3 separate regions of the Mus musculus genome follow, and regions 2 and 3 are each linked to region 1. A link is a contact called in public Hi-C data. All regions are on one chromosome and are shown on one strand. Each heading gives the region's core, a stretch centred on a gene start, on an enhancer-like site or on the middle of the called end of the contact. The rest is flanking DNA. Distances are from core to core; before and after follow the strand shown.

Evidence for each region. A called contact is a pair of places that touch in the nucleus more often than the background predicts.
Region 2: a Hi-C map of epidermal suprabasal cells shows a contact between it and region 1, with 2.3 times the contacts expected there. The contact joins the promoter of Mab21l3 here to the enhancer-like site in region 1. A contact is called at or near these places in 4 of 484 Hi-C or Micro-C datasets (the N1E-115 cell line, cerebellar granule neurons, cerebral cortex and 1 more) and 2 of 9 other capture datasets (adipose tissue and embryonic stem cells).
Region 3: a contact with region 1 is called in a Hi-C map of epidermal suprabasal cells, with 3 times the contacts expected there. The contact joins two enhancer-like sites. A contact is called at or near these places in 9 of 484 Hi-C or Micro-C datasets (the AtT-20 cell line, the N1E-115 cell line, cerebral cortex and 6 more), 3 of 115 datasets of contacts at active chromatin or transcription factors (embryonic hindbrain, extraembryonic endoderm stem cells and neural tube) and 1 of 9 other capture datasets (adipose tissue).

Annotation. Positions count from the first base shown.
Region 1 is chr3:102,036,230-102,040,641 of GRCm38.p6, forward strand. No RefSeq gene overlaps it. Among named protein-coding and RNA genes, the nearest start is that of Nhlh2, 28 kb to the left of the region's middle. Within about 2 kb of position 2,547, at least 8 of the 459 cell types and tissues checked have an H3K27ac peak or open chromatin away from gene starts, as enhancers often do. A contact at or near this core is called in epidermal suprabasal cells, where this site is marked.
Region 2 is chr3:101,833,959-101,838,370 of GRCm38.p6, forward strand. Mab21l3 (mab-21-like 3) reads right to left here and starts at 2,265. Exons shown (of 7, transcript NM_172295.4): 1 at 1,963-2,265; 2 at 1,036-1,306. The coding sequence starts at 1,284. Gm33381 (a long non-coding RNA gene) reads left to right here. Exons shown (of 3, transcript XR_003954538.1): 3 at 845-1,461.
Region 3 is chr3:101,899,998-101,904,409 of GRCm38.p6, forward strand. The region is part of intron 2 of Slc22a15 (solute carrier family 22 (organic anion/cation transporter), member 15); the gene reads right to left. Among named protein-coding and RNA genes, the nearest start is that of Slc22a15, 22 kb to the right of the region's middle. Within about 2 kb of position 1,729, at least 7 of the 459 cell types and tissues checked have an H3K27ac peak or open chromatin away from gene starts, as enhancers often do. A contact at or near this core is called in epidermal suprabasal cells, where this site is marked.

The sequences.
Region 1 (4,412 bases), core at 1,297-3,796:
GTGATTCTAAATCCAGTCACACTGATAATCAAGACCAATCACTTGGATTGTGTTGTGACTTGGTTAATTTATGGTTTGAGTGTGTGCCCAGCTTGCCCTCTGTGCAGGGATGCAAGAAGCAGTAGAAGAGTTATGGGGTAGAGTCTAGTGAGAGTTGATTGGGCTGCTGGGGGTGTTGCCTCAGAAGGAGTCAAGACAGTCCCCATGAGACCTGGATTTAGTGCTATAGAAAGAACTCTGTCCTCTTCTCTAGCTTCCTGCCCTGCCATGTGATCTTTTCTCTTGCTGTGTGGTACCATGCCTTTGAACCTCCAGAAATGCTAGTTAGATGTGCCTCTTTATAGTCACCTAGCCAGCCTCAGGTATTTCTTTGTAGTGATAGAAAACAGACCAGATAGAAAGTGTATTGCCTTATGAAAGGGAAAGTCATCCAGTCAATCAATAGTCATCAGGACTTGGGGCATAGGTGGTGAGTAGAGAACGTGTCTCATAAAACCAGACATGGTGACACATACCTGAAATTCCAGGAGGACCAACAGTTTGAAGCCATTTTCTGCTACAATGTTATTTTGTGGCCAGCTTGGGCTACATGAAATCCTGTCTCAGAAAGAAAGAAAAAAAAAATTAGGCGTTAGGCCAAGACTTTCCTAATCAAACCTGTTTTGGAGATATTTCTCCTAAACAACAAAGATGGGCAGTTGTAAACCAATTTGTACGGCATGGCTCCTGCCTGGAGGACTATGTGACAGTTGGGAACGATTTTCTCAATTAGATATTGGGAGAGATTTTCTCAATTAGATGTTGGGAGTGATTTACTCAATTAGATGTTGTGTTTCTTTTCCATTTTGTTCTTGAGGCTCAAGAGGAATGTTTAAAACAATTATGGGGACTGGAGAGACAGCCCAGACATTAAGAGCACATACTGCTCTTGGAGTGGACTTGAATTCCCAACCACTTGTAACTCTAGCTCCAGGAGATCTGTCACCTCAGGCTTTTGTGGGTTCCTGTACTCATGTGTGCACGCATGAAAACTGTAAAGTAACATTTTAAAACTATATTCTAAGAATTCATTTGATTACTCATGCATACTAAGAAAAAGAAAGTAAGCCATAAGCTCCCGACTTGAGTTTACAGAATTCAGTCTACAATCCAGTGTTATGGGGAGTGAAAGACAATGCAAGAGGGCCAAGCTACTTGGGTCAGCTTGGGCCTTTTCTTGCTATTTGACAGTGGGGGTGACCACATGCTTTTTTCCAGGAAAATGAATTATGTTTAGAAACATTAGCTTGGAAGAAGGGAGCAATTGATCTGGGTATGAGACACTTATGGAAGATGAGAAGAACTAAGGTGACTCACACATGGGAAGGAAGGGGGAGACAGAGGCGAGGAGGAAAAACATAAATGAGAAAAATTGAGAGAAAGCCCCGGGAGGAGTAAAGGGCAAGCTGCTAGACTTGTGTTAGAGGAGGAGCTGTGTGCTGGCTGGTTTTATGTCAGCTTGACACAAGCTAGAGTTATCTGAAAGTGGGGAACCTTGACTGGGAAAATGCCTCCGCAAGCTCCAGCTGCAGGGCATTTTTTAAAATTAATGATCGATGGGAGACGGCCCAGCCCATCCTGGATGGTGCATCCCTGGGCTGGTGGTCCTGGGTGCTCTGAGAAAGCAGGATGAGCAAGCCATGAGGAACAAGCCAGTAGGCAGCACCCCTCCATGGCCTCAGCATCAGCTCCTGCCTCCCAGTTCCTGCCGTGCTTGAGTTCCTGTCCTGACTTCCTTTGGTGATGAACAGTGCCACGAGAGTGTAAACCAAATGACCTTTCCTCCCCACTTGCTTTTGGTCATGGTGTTTCATTCCAGCAGTAGTGACCGTGACCAAGACAAGCTGTGATTGATGTGAGCTTACTTCTGCCCAAGTCACCATCTCCAGGCTTTCACAGGCATGGGTTAGACTCAGAGCTTCTCATACCAGGAAGATGGTGGGAGTCCAAGGTCCCTGCCTCTAGGCTTTCCTCTCACTGGATTTAGGACTAGTAAGAGATGTGGAGCCTGAGCTACAAGTGAGAACAGGAGGGAGGCACATGCTAAAAAGATTTTCACCTTCGTGTGGTGGTGCCTAAAGCCGCAGAACCAGGGAATCTTGGCTCATCCGCCACTCTATGTAAAGTCTGAAGATCAGCGCCTTTAGAAGTTTCTAAAATCAACTGTGATGAATCTCTGGACTTTAGAAGCCTGACTTGGTCTTGACTCTGGTAACTTTCCTTGCAGCTCCGTCTTACAGTCTTGGTCCAACCCCACCCACAGATGTCTTCCTTTGCTGCTGCCGCCACCTCTCTCCATTTGGCAATCCACTCAGTGTTTGCACTGTGGGGTTGTTTTCTAGTTAGAAGGAGGTGAGATGTCTCTGACAATACCAGTCGCTAACACAAGCATAGGACAGAAGGAGGTAGAATGGATGAATACATTAAACCTCAGGGAAGTGCAAGAGAAAGGTGAATAATTACTGCTAAATGACTCAGGAAATAGTTCATGGGAATTTTGTCTGTGCTGGGCCCCTGTGGACAGGTTTCAACAGGCAAAGGGAGAAAAAGTCACTCTCACTGAAAGGCATGATGTAAGACAGGATTGAACCTGGCAAAGCTCAGGGCAGCTGAAGTCCTGAGCATCCGACCCCTCCACTGCTGCATCTAGGATTCCGACGGCACTCTGTAACAGTGGCAGACTAGCAATAGCCTCCAAGAAGGGAACTGACAGCGTTGACCACGTGATGATGATCCAGGCCTTCACGCTGACCCCCTGAGGATAATGAACAGGCTTGGGAACAAGCCAGAGTACCATGGCCAGGGAAGAGGCAGCGGGGAAGGCAGTGGATGCCAGGGTTTAGGCTCCTGTCCCTACGGCTTGACATCCACTAGAAGTGAGAAGTGAGAAGTGTAGAGGGAATTCTGGGAGATTGACTCAGTAGACATGGTGGCCATTAGTTCCCAGAACCTGGCTTCCATAGTTCCCCACCAGAGCCTCGTCTCACAAGAAGGTGCTTGGCTCTCAGTTGAATATGAAAGTTGGAAGCTCGGGAAGATTATGGCAATGAGGGCGTTTCTGGTTGGGCCAGATGGGAGGCCAGCCAGGATGGATGGCAAAGCTGGTTTGGTGTAACAAAAGCTCTTCACATGTGGCTGCCACTGGGCTGAGCAGTAGTAGGTCTCCCCTCACTTCACGCAGACAAGAGCCCTCTGCTTGGGGTCCCCACTTTACTCTGAGGAATCCAGGGGGGACCAGGAAACTGGCCTGAGCTCATGGTCTCACATACCAGGCCCAAGAAGCACCCTGGAGTCTGTGCCTCTGACTGACTGAATGTGTAAGAAGACAAATTGTCAAGAAGCTGGCAAGACAAGTCCAGTCAAGTCTGGCTCATTCCCGCATCGTGCCACAGGTTTGTTAATTTACATTCTTTTATTCATGGGCTAAGCACATATTAGGTGCCAATTACACGGCAGAAACTGTGCTAGGTATTTGGGAAAGGAAAAGATAACACTTCTTCTGTTATCATCAAGATCATTCTAAAAGTAAAGCCAATAAGAAAGCAGACAGCTAGAATGGGTAAAGAAGGGCCCCAAGCTACCGTTAGGGGTAGGAATGGGGGCTGGAGACCTTTTGAGGTTATGGGCAGACTTTCTGGAAGGAGAAGAGGGTGACTAGGCTAAGGCAAGGAGGGAAGAGGTTGATGTTCTAGACAGGAGAGCCAGGGCAAAGGCAGGGAGGAGACTGAGGAGCAGGGGGAGCTTCAGAAGCAATGCTGGCTGTCAAGTGCAGGAACAGGGCAGGAGAAGGACCCACTACCAGTCAAGCAAGCAACCTGGACTTCATCTTCTAGGCTACCAGGAGCCTTCCAGAGCCACGGCTCAGTCCTTAGGCTGGGAACAGGGGTCTGACTGGACACCTATGGTTATAAAGACACCACTGAGACAAGAACTTTATTGCTAGGACCTCTGACCAGGAAGGGCATCTTTACATTATTCTCCTCCTGAGGAGTTGAGTTTAGGAATACCCAGGGGAGATGAGCTTGGAGCCTCCAGAATATTCTTTTGGTCTGTAGCTTTCCACATACTGGGGTGCTGGGTCTACAAGGTATCTATGCTATCAGGTAGTCAGAATGTTCTTGGGTAGACACGGGCTTTGGCACTTTGGGACTAGACTCTGAATAGCTGAAGCCAGTCACATAACTGTAGTGTTCCTGGTCACCAAGGGCTGTGATTCTCCTTAGGATGTGATTCCATACACCAACACTGAGAGAACCAAATGCACTCCGAGCTCTATTGGGAGGAACACTTGAAGGTCACCTGGTCTCTGGACTTTGTCCCACGTGTCTTTTCCACTTGCCAATGTGCAGTAACCTGGAACCAGACTCTTCTGA
Region 2 (4,412 bases), core at 1,015-3,514, 200 kb before region 1:
CCTAAAACTGAAATTAGCCCTTCTCTTTCTCCATATTCCTATTTCCCCTCTTTCCCCCCTTTCCTTCCTTCCTTCCTCCCCTTCCTTCCTTCTTCCCCTTCCTTCCTTCCTTCTTTCTTTCCTTCCTTCCTTCTTTCTTTCCTTCCTTCCTTCTTTCTTTCCTTCCTTCCTTCCTTCCTGTCTGTCTTTCTCCTTTTTTCTTGAGTCAAGGTTCCACAATATAGTAGCCCAAGCTAATCAGGAATCCACTCAATAGACCAGGCTGGCCTTTGAACTAACAGAGAGTTGCCTGTCTCTGACTTCTGAGTGCTGGGACTAAAGGTAGGTTCCACCATGCCCAGCTTACAAATGAAGTAATACTTTTTGAAGATTTTGTTTTAATTTTACATGTATAAGTGTTTTGCCTACATGCATGTCTATGCACCACAAATGTGCCTGGTGCGCCTGGAGACAGAAGAGGAGATTAGATTCCCTAGAACTGGAATTACAGATGGTTGTGAGCCACCATGTAATGCTGAGAATCAAACTTGGGTCCTCTAGAAGAGCAGTTAATACTCTTAACTGCTGAGCCATCTCTCTAGCCCCCAAACAATATTTAAAAACTATCAGTTTTGTAGTTTTAAAACAAACAAACAAACATTGTCTTAAGTTCTTTTTGTTTGGTTGGTTTTGGGTTTTTTTGTAGGTTTTTGTTGTTGTTGTTGTGTTTTGGTTTTGTAGCTGTTTTTGAGGCAAGGATTCATGTAGACCAAAATACTCTCAGTTTCTGATCCCCATGTCTGTCACCGTGCCTGTGCCTGGCTACTCATATCCCAGTAATCCCACTCAGATTCTCATTTTACAGAAAGAAGTCTGAAGTCTGAGGCTCAGATAATTAACTGGCCATATGGACCTCCTCAGGGTGCTGAGGGTAGCCACCCTGAGTTCCTGAGAACGAGGCATCTATGGCCTCCAGAAGCAGGGGATTCCTTCTGATCAATGGCCATGGGATGGAGAGTTAGAGGGTGTGCCCAGGAGAGGCCAGCCCTGGCTCACCTTGCTCAGCAGGCAATGGTCTAAGTCTCCCTCTGGAAGAGACTTCATGGCTTCTTGGTCAACCCCCAGTATAGCAGCAACCTTCTGCTTTCTTTCCCGATGGAGGACAAATCTGGTGGGTAGCTTTCCCAGCAACGTTACTCTCTGGATAAAACTTCTCTGGAATTGTGAACGTGGACCAGAGACTTGACTTCTTCTTGCCTGCTCACTGCAGTTTTCCTTTCCAGCATGGAAGAATTCATCTGCCATCTTTCAGGGAACTGTAGAAAGACTAAAAAGGAGACGTGATGAAAACGAGTTGGAACTTATCCTGTTTTTTTTTTTTTTTTCTTTATCCTGTTGTCCTGGCACCAGGTGCACCTTGGTGCCCAGTACCTTACATCTCCCCGTCCTTACCTTGTTGACAGTAAATATCCCTTGGCCCTCCACTCCTGAAAATTCTGCAATTGATTTACTTCCTTACCATAAACAAATAAGAAATTGCAAACAAGCCGCCTGGTTTTTCATCATGCCCGGCACAAGGCTTGCCAATCAGATGAGGGCCAGGAGTGACATTTAGAAAAGCCTGAGCTCACAGGGACACTTGTGTATAGAGAGGCAAGCTTACATGCTCGCATAGTCACACACAGACACAGGCACACACACACACACCACATGCATTCACAGAGACACTTGTGTATATAGAGGTAAGCTCACACGCTCACACACTAATACAGACACATACATGAACTCACAGAGACACTTGTGTATACAGAGGCAAGCTTGCCCCCCCCCCTCTCTCTCTCTCTCACACACACACACACACACACACACACACACAGAGAGAGAGAGAGAGAGAGAGAGAGAGAGAGAGAGAGAGAGAGATACAAACAGGTAGATACACGCAGAGAAAAGTAGGGCAGAGAGTCCTGCCTCTCACCTGCTGACCTTAGAATGTGATTTCCCACTTGGACGTTGGCATTCAAAATATACTCAGTATAAACAGGCCCCTTAAGAGTCTAGGACACATCTAGTTTTACCAGTAAAACTCATCCTAGAAAACCGACAATAAGTTCCCAGTCTGACTGGTTGGGCCTAGTTTTACTCCAGGAGGGAAAATATCCCAGCAGCCTTATCTCCCTAAAGCTCGTGAGTATCACCGTCTTTGATCCGAAAGACTGACAGACAACAGAGCTGGCAGTCCAGTTCATGTCTGAGCAAGGCTTTCAAACAGGCAGCTCTCCAAGCCAGCCTCCTCAATGCTCAACCGCAGCCAATCCAGCCCTTCCACTCTCTCCCGCGGCCCCAAATTTGCATATCCTCCCAGACAGCTCCAAGGAGAGCCACATCAGACCCCACCCACCTCCCTCCTCCAGGCGCTGGGGCGGCCTTCTCCAGGCTTCATCTGCCAATCCCAGGTCTTATACCAGTCCTGAAAAACTGAGGATCCACAAAGGTCCCCAGAATCCCCCTCCACGCTGACTGCCTTGACTTTCCACCTGCTTTTCCGTGTCCTGGAAATCCCCTTCTCTTTACGGCACATGCTCTGAAATGGTAAGGGAATCTCTGTCCCTTGACTGCTGTTACTATAGTCATCATTCCGAATCTACCACATCAGCTTTTCACTAGTGAAACAAGAAGCTCTACCCCCTAATCTGCCTTTGGGAATTCTCTTTCCATGTTGCTTTCAACTCTGCTGAAGTCTCCCCACCCCCACACTCACTCCCTTCCCCACACACATACTTTTATTTTCACCCTAACTTCTGCTTTTGCTGGAATCACTACTGCATAGTCCCTGTCCTACGGCAGGGTCTTTCCCAATAACAATAAAGTTGCCCCGGGTTTCTGGAATTAAATGCCCACACCTTCACTATTCTTGCTCTAACACCGTCCCGTCTCAGTCACTCAGTACTACAGATTCAAGTGTTGTATCTGGAAACTTCTCTTGCTCCAAGATGGAAAGATACTTGCCAGGTATGGAGAGGGAATTCTGAATAATTGAACTATAGGAGGAACCCAGAGAAGGAAAGGCACTGTGAACTCAGGGCAGCTGCCTGTAGATGTATTCCCAGGAGAGCCACATCTGAAGATTGGTGTGTTGTGTGAACACAGCTTAGAGTAGCATGGCCTGGTTCCTAGTGCACTGGTAAGGTTCCACAGCACAGGGCTATGGCACAGATGAAGGCTCTGGCAGCTCCTATCAGACAGGCTGAGGAAAACAGGCTTTACCGGCAGACACAGATCTCTAGTTAATGGGACAACAGGTCAGCGAATGTCTGTTGGGTAAGGGTGTGCCTGAAGCACTGTGCCAGGCCACCAAGAGGGACCTAGTTAACTCAGGCTTTCCTCCGTCCTCAGGAAATAGAAATCCTCATTTTTTTTATAACATGCCAGTTTGAAAAATGGAAACCAGCTTTAGCCCAATTCAATCTGTAAGGACCAGGCAGGTGAGATGGCTCAGCAGAGATAAGCATCTGCCACCGAGCCGGAGGACCTGGGTTCGATTTCTCCCCACCTCCCAGGACCCATATGGTAGAAGGAAAGAGTGAACTGCCTCGTGTGTGCATCCACACATACATAGAAATAATAGATAGATAAATGTAATAGATTTGGAGGACCAATAACATGTTTAATGTCTGCTTTCCAAAGTATTCACAACATTTTATTTATAGTCTTGTGTGTGCACACAGAGGTCAGAGGACAAGCTTGGATGTCAGTCCTCAAGTACTTTCTTTTTTTTTTTTTTTTTTTTTTTTTAAAGATTTATTTATTTATTATATGTAAGTACACTGTAGCTGTCTTCAGATACTCCAGAAGAGGGAGTCAGATCTTGTTACGGATGGTTGTGAGCCACCATGTGGTTGCTGGGATTTGAACTCCGGACCTTCGGAAGAGCAGTCGGGTGCTCTTACCCACTGAGCCATCTCACCAGCCCCCTCAAGTACTTTCTACCTTTTCTGTGAGACAGAGTCATTCACTGTCTCAGGAACTTTGTCCCTTGCTTCCAGGCCTTCTGGGCCCTGCCTCCCATTGCTGGATCCCAGGCATTTGCCTCTGCACCCAGGTTTTCACATGGGCCCTGGGGATCTGAATTCATGCCTTCATGATTTTGAAACAAGAAGCTTATTAACTGAGCCAGTTCAAGGTTTTCAAAAACCTTAAGTCAAACCTAATATTCACTCTGAGGCATGAAGCACCCATCTTGAAAGTGATGTTTAATTGAGTGATGAGGCCAAACAGAAGAATTCAGGTAGAGGCTCAGAGAAGTCAGATTGAATCCGTCATTTTTGGAGAGGAATTTGAGCCAGAACAGCTGAGTTGAACAAGCCATCCAGACCCCAGGAAGCTTATTCAGCAGTAACTCTCAGAGGCCTAGATTAGATTGAAGAGAGGCTAGA
Region 3 (4,412 bases), core at 479-2,978, 140 kb before region 1:
AGTGAGTATTCCGTTGACTGTATTTACCAAATTTCTCATATCCACTAAAAAGGCTACAGTACTTACTATCCCTCAGCAACTGAATAGCTGTCAACTTGGACAATGATTTTAGGAAGAAATGGCCCAAGGGACAGTTAGCCAGCAAATTCCAAATCCTGATTCTCAGGCTGCCAGTTCCAAGTGTCAAAGTAATTTCTACTAATCTTTCTTCAAGTCAGTGTTGGTTAGGCCGTCACTTCTCCTGGAATTCATTCAAGAATGACCAGAAAAGCTGAAAAGCAGATTTTTTCCCCCCAATGCTAACTAGAGAATGGCTGGCTAGAAGATGAAGTATCTCCCTAGCAGAGTCCCATGAAATGGAGTGGCAGAGGCAGGCCATCGGCTGACAGACAGATTTCCACAACCCTGACCTGACTCTGTTTTATGTGTTTTGTCTTCAGTTTTTCTAAAGTATCATTTAAATTCTTATTACTTAGCTACCATGTGATCTAAAAGGTTTTACTTTGTCCAAACTCAACTAAGATAAAGTAAGACAGGATCCCTGTATCTTGAAGACGGTTCGCAGATTTAGCTACCTGGAGAGGGTTGGAAGACTAGATCAGTTGCTAGCTCATTCTCTTACCCAATGGTTGATATTTAGTGTCAGGATAAGAGCCAAACCAGGAAATCATCAGGACACAAGAAATTAAACTATAACAAATCAAAATATAATGATGACTCTGACATTTTCAAGAAACATTTTAATGAATCTTTAGATTTTAAAAATCAAAATGTATAAATCATTCAAGTCCTTATTGGCTGGAGATTATTAAAGTGGTTCTTCCCTCATTTTTTGTTAATGGCAGGCCAAATTTTAAAGCAATTAGAATGAATATTCTCTGTACACTAATTCATTTCAAATTGAAGAATTGCTTGCAAATCCAAAATATGAAGATCCCACTTTCTCTCCATGTATATTAATAGGAAAGAAACTCTTTTTTAAAAATTTTTTTGATTAGTTATTTTCTTCATTTACATTTCAAATGCTATCCCAAAAGTCCCCCAGCCGCCCCCCTCCCCTATCCACCCACTCCCACTTCTTGGCCCTGGCATTCCCCTGTACTGAGGCCTATAAAGTTTGCAAGACCAAGGGGCCTCTCTTCCCAATGATGGCCGACTAGTCCATCTTCTGATACATATGCAGCTAGAGACACGAGCTCTGGGGGTACTGGTTAGTTCATATTGTTATTCCACCTATAGGGTTGCAGACCCCTTTAGCTCCCTGGGTACTTTCTCTAGCTCCTACATTGGGGGCCCTGTGATCCATCCAGTAGCTGACTTATGTGTTTGCCAGGCCCCAGCATAGCCTCACAAGAGACAGCTATATCAGGGTCCTTTCAGCAAAATCTTGCTGGTGTATGCAATGGTGTCAGCGTTTGGAGGCTGATTATGGGATGGATCCCCAGGTATGACAGTCTCTAGATGGTCCATCCTTTTGTCTCAGCTCCAAACTTTGTCTCTTATCAAGACAAACATGTTTATCCCGTCATGTTGACCTGACTCAACAATCTACACCCATTTTTGTGCACGTGCTCTCTCTAATCACTAAATAGAATGCTTGAGTGTTTGTTGTATTTATTTCAAAATGGATTGGAAGGGCCTGGTGGAAAAACCAGATAGCATAGTTCACTCAGCTACAGAAAAATAGGCACAGTGCAGGCCAGACCCAGGAGCAGATGCCTCTACCATAAAAGATGAAAGGGATGTAAATATGTCTAACCCAGGTGCGAGCCCAGCACCAGGTGCTCAGCGGAGCCTTCCAGCTCGCAGAGAGGGGCGAGGCGAGGAGAATGAAGGTGGACTTACTCTTGGCTGAGTATCAGAGACATGCTTGGGAGAGGGTTTTGTTCAGTATTCAAGCTTGCTTGTTTACAGGCTGAGGATAGAGGGCCACTGAAGTCTGGGTACGTGGAGGGCAAATCTACCCTGGTCGCAAAACAAGTGTGGGACAGAGATGGCAAGCTGACAGCAGTGAGACCCGAGATGTAAAAATCCCACTCCCTCTTATTAATGAATAGGAAAGAAAGACCATGAGGACAAATATTTTCATCCCCAAATGCTTAGTGAGCCAGGCTGGTCTGGATAGAACGGGGAAGAGAGCAGATTCAAGTTAGTTGTGGAGACCTGGCGTTCACAGGGTTGGAGTCTGGGAACAGGAATTACTACTGAATGGAACACACCAATCAAACACAGAGAAAAGCTTGCTGATGAGTTTTAAAGAACATCATAAAACGTGCCTTCAGCATGTCTTGAATGCATCAAACCTCGTGCTTTATGGAGATGTCAAGTCAAATCTATCATTTCTCTGACATGGCAGAAATATCATCATCTGAAAAAAAGAGAATGACCAACGTACTTCCCTAACATGGACTCCCTGCTCAGGCGTAATTCTAAAAGCAAAGTTAGCAGCCAAGAAATGAAAAATACAGACATCAAAGAGCTGTCAAACAGGCGGGCTGCACACTTTACAGCTAGATAATTAACCAACAGACTTTTCCACATTCTTCTCCTGTCCCCACAGCTACCCTGCAAACACAAGTGACAACATACCAGGGAAAGGGTTTCTATTTTTAGCCCTCAACCTGTGTTCTGTTCAGGAAACATGCAGGAAAATCAGCTATCAGAAGGAAATTAGGAATTAGCAGACTTATAACTTAGAGCAGCGATTCTCGGCCTTCCTAACCGTTGTGACCCTAACCGTTGTGACCCTTTAACACAGTTCCTCCTGTGGTGGTGACCCCAGCATAAATGTACTTCTGTTGCTACTTTGGAACTGTAATTTTGCTACTGTTATAAACTGTAATGTATGTAATGTGTTTGCTGATGTATCTGTGTTTTCCGGTGGTCTTAGGTGACCCCTGTGAAAGGGTCATTCAACCCCAAAAGGGTTGTGACCCTCAGATTGAGAACTTAGAGAAACAGACTAAAATATTGCTGGAAACTAAGAAGCTGGGGGTGAATGCTATGTGGCCTCTGTGCTTAGAAACAGAAGGCTGTTGGGAGGAAAAAGAAGACAATGTTTTAAAGTCACCTTCCACCGTGATTTTTACTGTAATTTTTCATTTTCGGCTTGCCTTGTGTCCCAGGGTGTGCCTCATTTCATGGTATGTGTGTCTTAAATATAAATGCCCCAAAATGTTTCTGGCTTTTTACGGGGTTTGTCTCACTGACTTGCAGTCTGTGTGCCATACTCAGGTCTCCACAGGACACCAGGTGTCATTATTTTCCTTCCATACTGCATAGTGTGGGGCCATCCCATCCTCCCCACTGCCCCAGTACACAGAAGGCCCTCCCTACCGGCATTGAGAACCGCAGTGTGTGCAGCCTGACTCTCAGCAGCGCAGGAATGTCACAGGTCACAGGTCTGTCTGCTTCATGTCCCCCACCCCCACCCCCTGGCCTAAATGGCCCACTCTCCTCTACTTTTGTTTATCCTCCTAGTTTATGGTGACATTTTATGGGACAGTAGTTGAGAGATTTGGTCTCGAACACAGAGCCCTCTTTTCAAAAGGAGCTGTGCCTGGTAAGCCAAGAGCTGAGCACAGTAGGCTTTTACAAGGATTAGGTCATTCCCTCCTCCAGGGAAACCTGGCCCTCTCTTGTTCCCCTTGTTTTGGCCCAGGGCAGGTGATGAGTCTGCATCACTCACCTAAGGGTGACACGTGACACACAGCCTGCCTTGCAAGAACCCAAGTGGGGACGTGGCTTTGCTTCCAAAGCGAAGCAAACATTTCTATTTGTGCCAGGAAGCCTTATTGCTGTAAGGATCTGACCTTTGCTTGTACATTGCTAGGCCCCTGCCTTCCCCTCCCCCACCTCCATCCTCCCCATCATTGCCTTCCCCTCCTTCACTTCCATCCTCCCCATCACTGGACTCCTGTCCGTCCTCTGAAACATACGTCCACACCCCACTTGACCTTCCTCAGCAGAACAGGCCCTCTCTTCTCCTTGTCACATCTTCCCCCATTTCCTTCTGCATGATGCCGAGTGAGCCTCGTGCTCCCCTGTCTCTCAAATGATGCCCTGAGCTTCCTGAGGGCACACTGGAAGCCTGTGTGCTAATCTCACAGTGCCTGCCAGCACGAATCGAACACTCACTGAATTGTGTGTGTAAGGGTGAATGCTGTAGTCTTACAGGCATCTTCACAAAAAGAGGACTTCTGTTTCTGTGTCTGGCTGACCTTGAACCGGAAGTGCTCCTCCTGCTCCCCTCTGACTGCTGGGATTCTGAAACGTGCTACTGTGCCTCTTGGCACCTTTACTGCCAGCCTTGCATCTTAAGTTTACTAGAGTGCAGAAACTAGCTAACTGGCCACCTTGCCTTCAGTGCCACTGAGGGGCATTTGGAGTTTGAGGGGTTGTCTTCTTTCTAT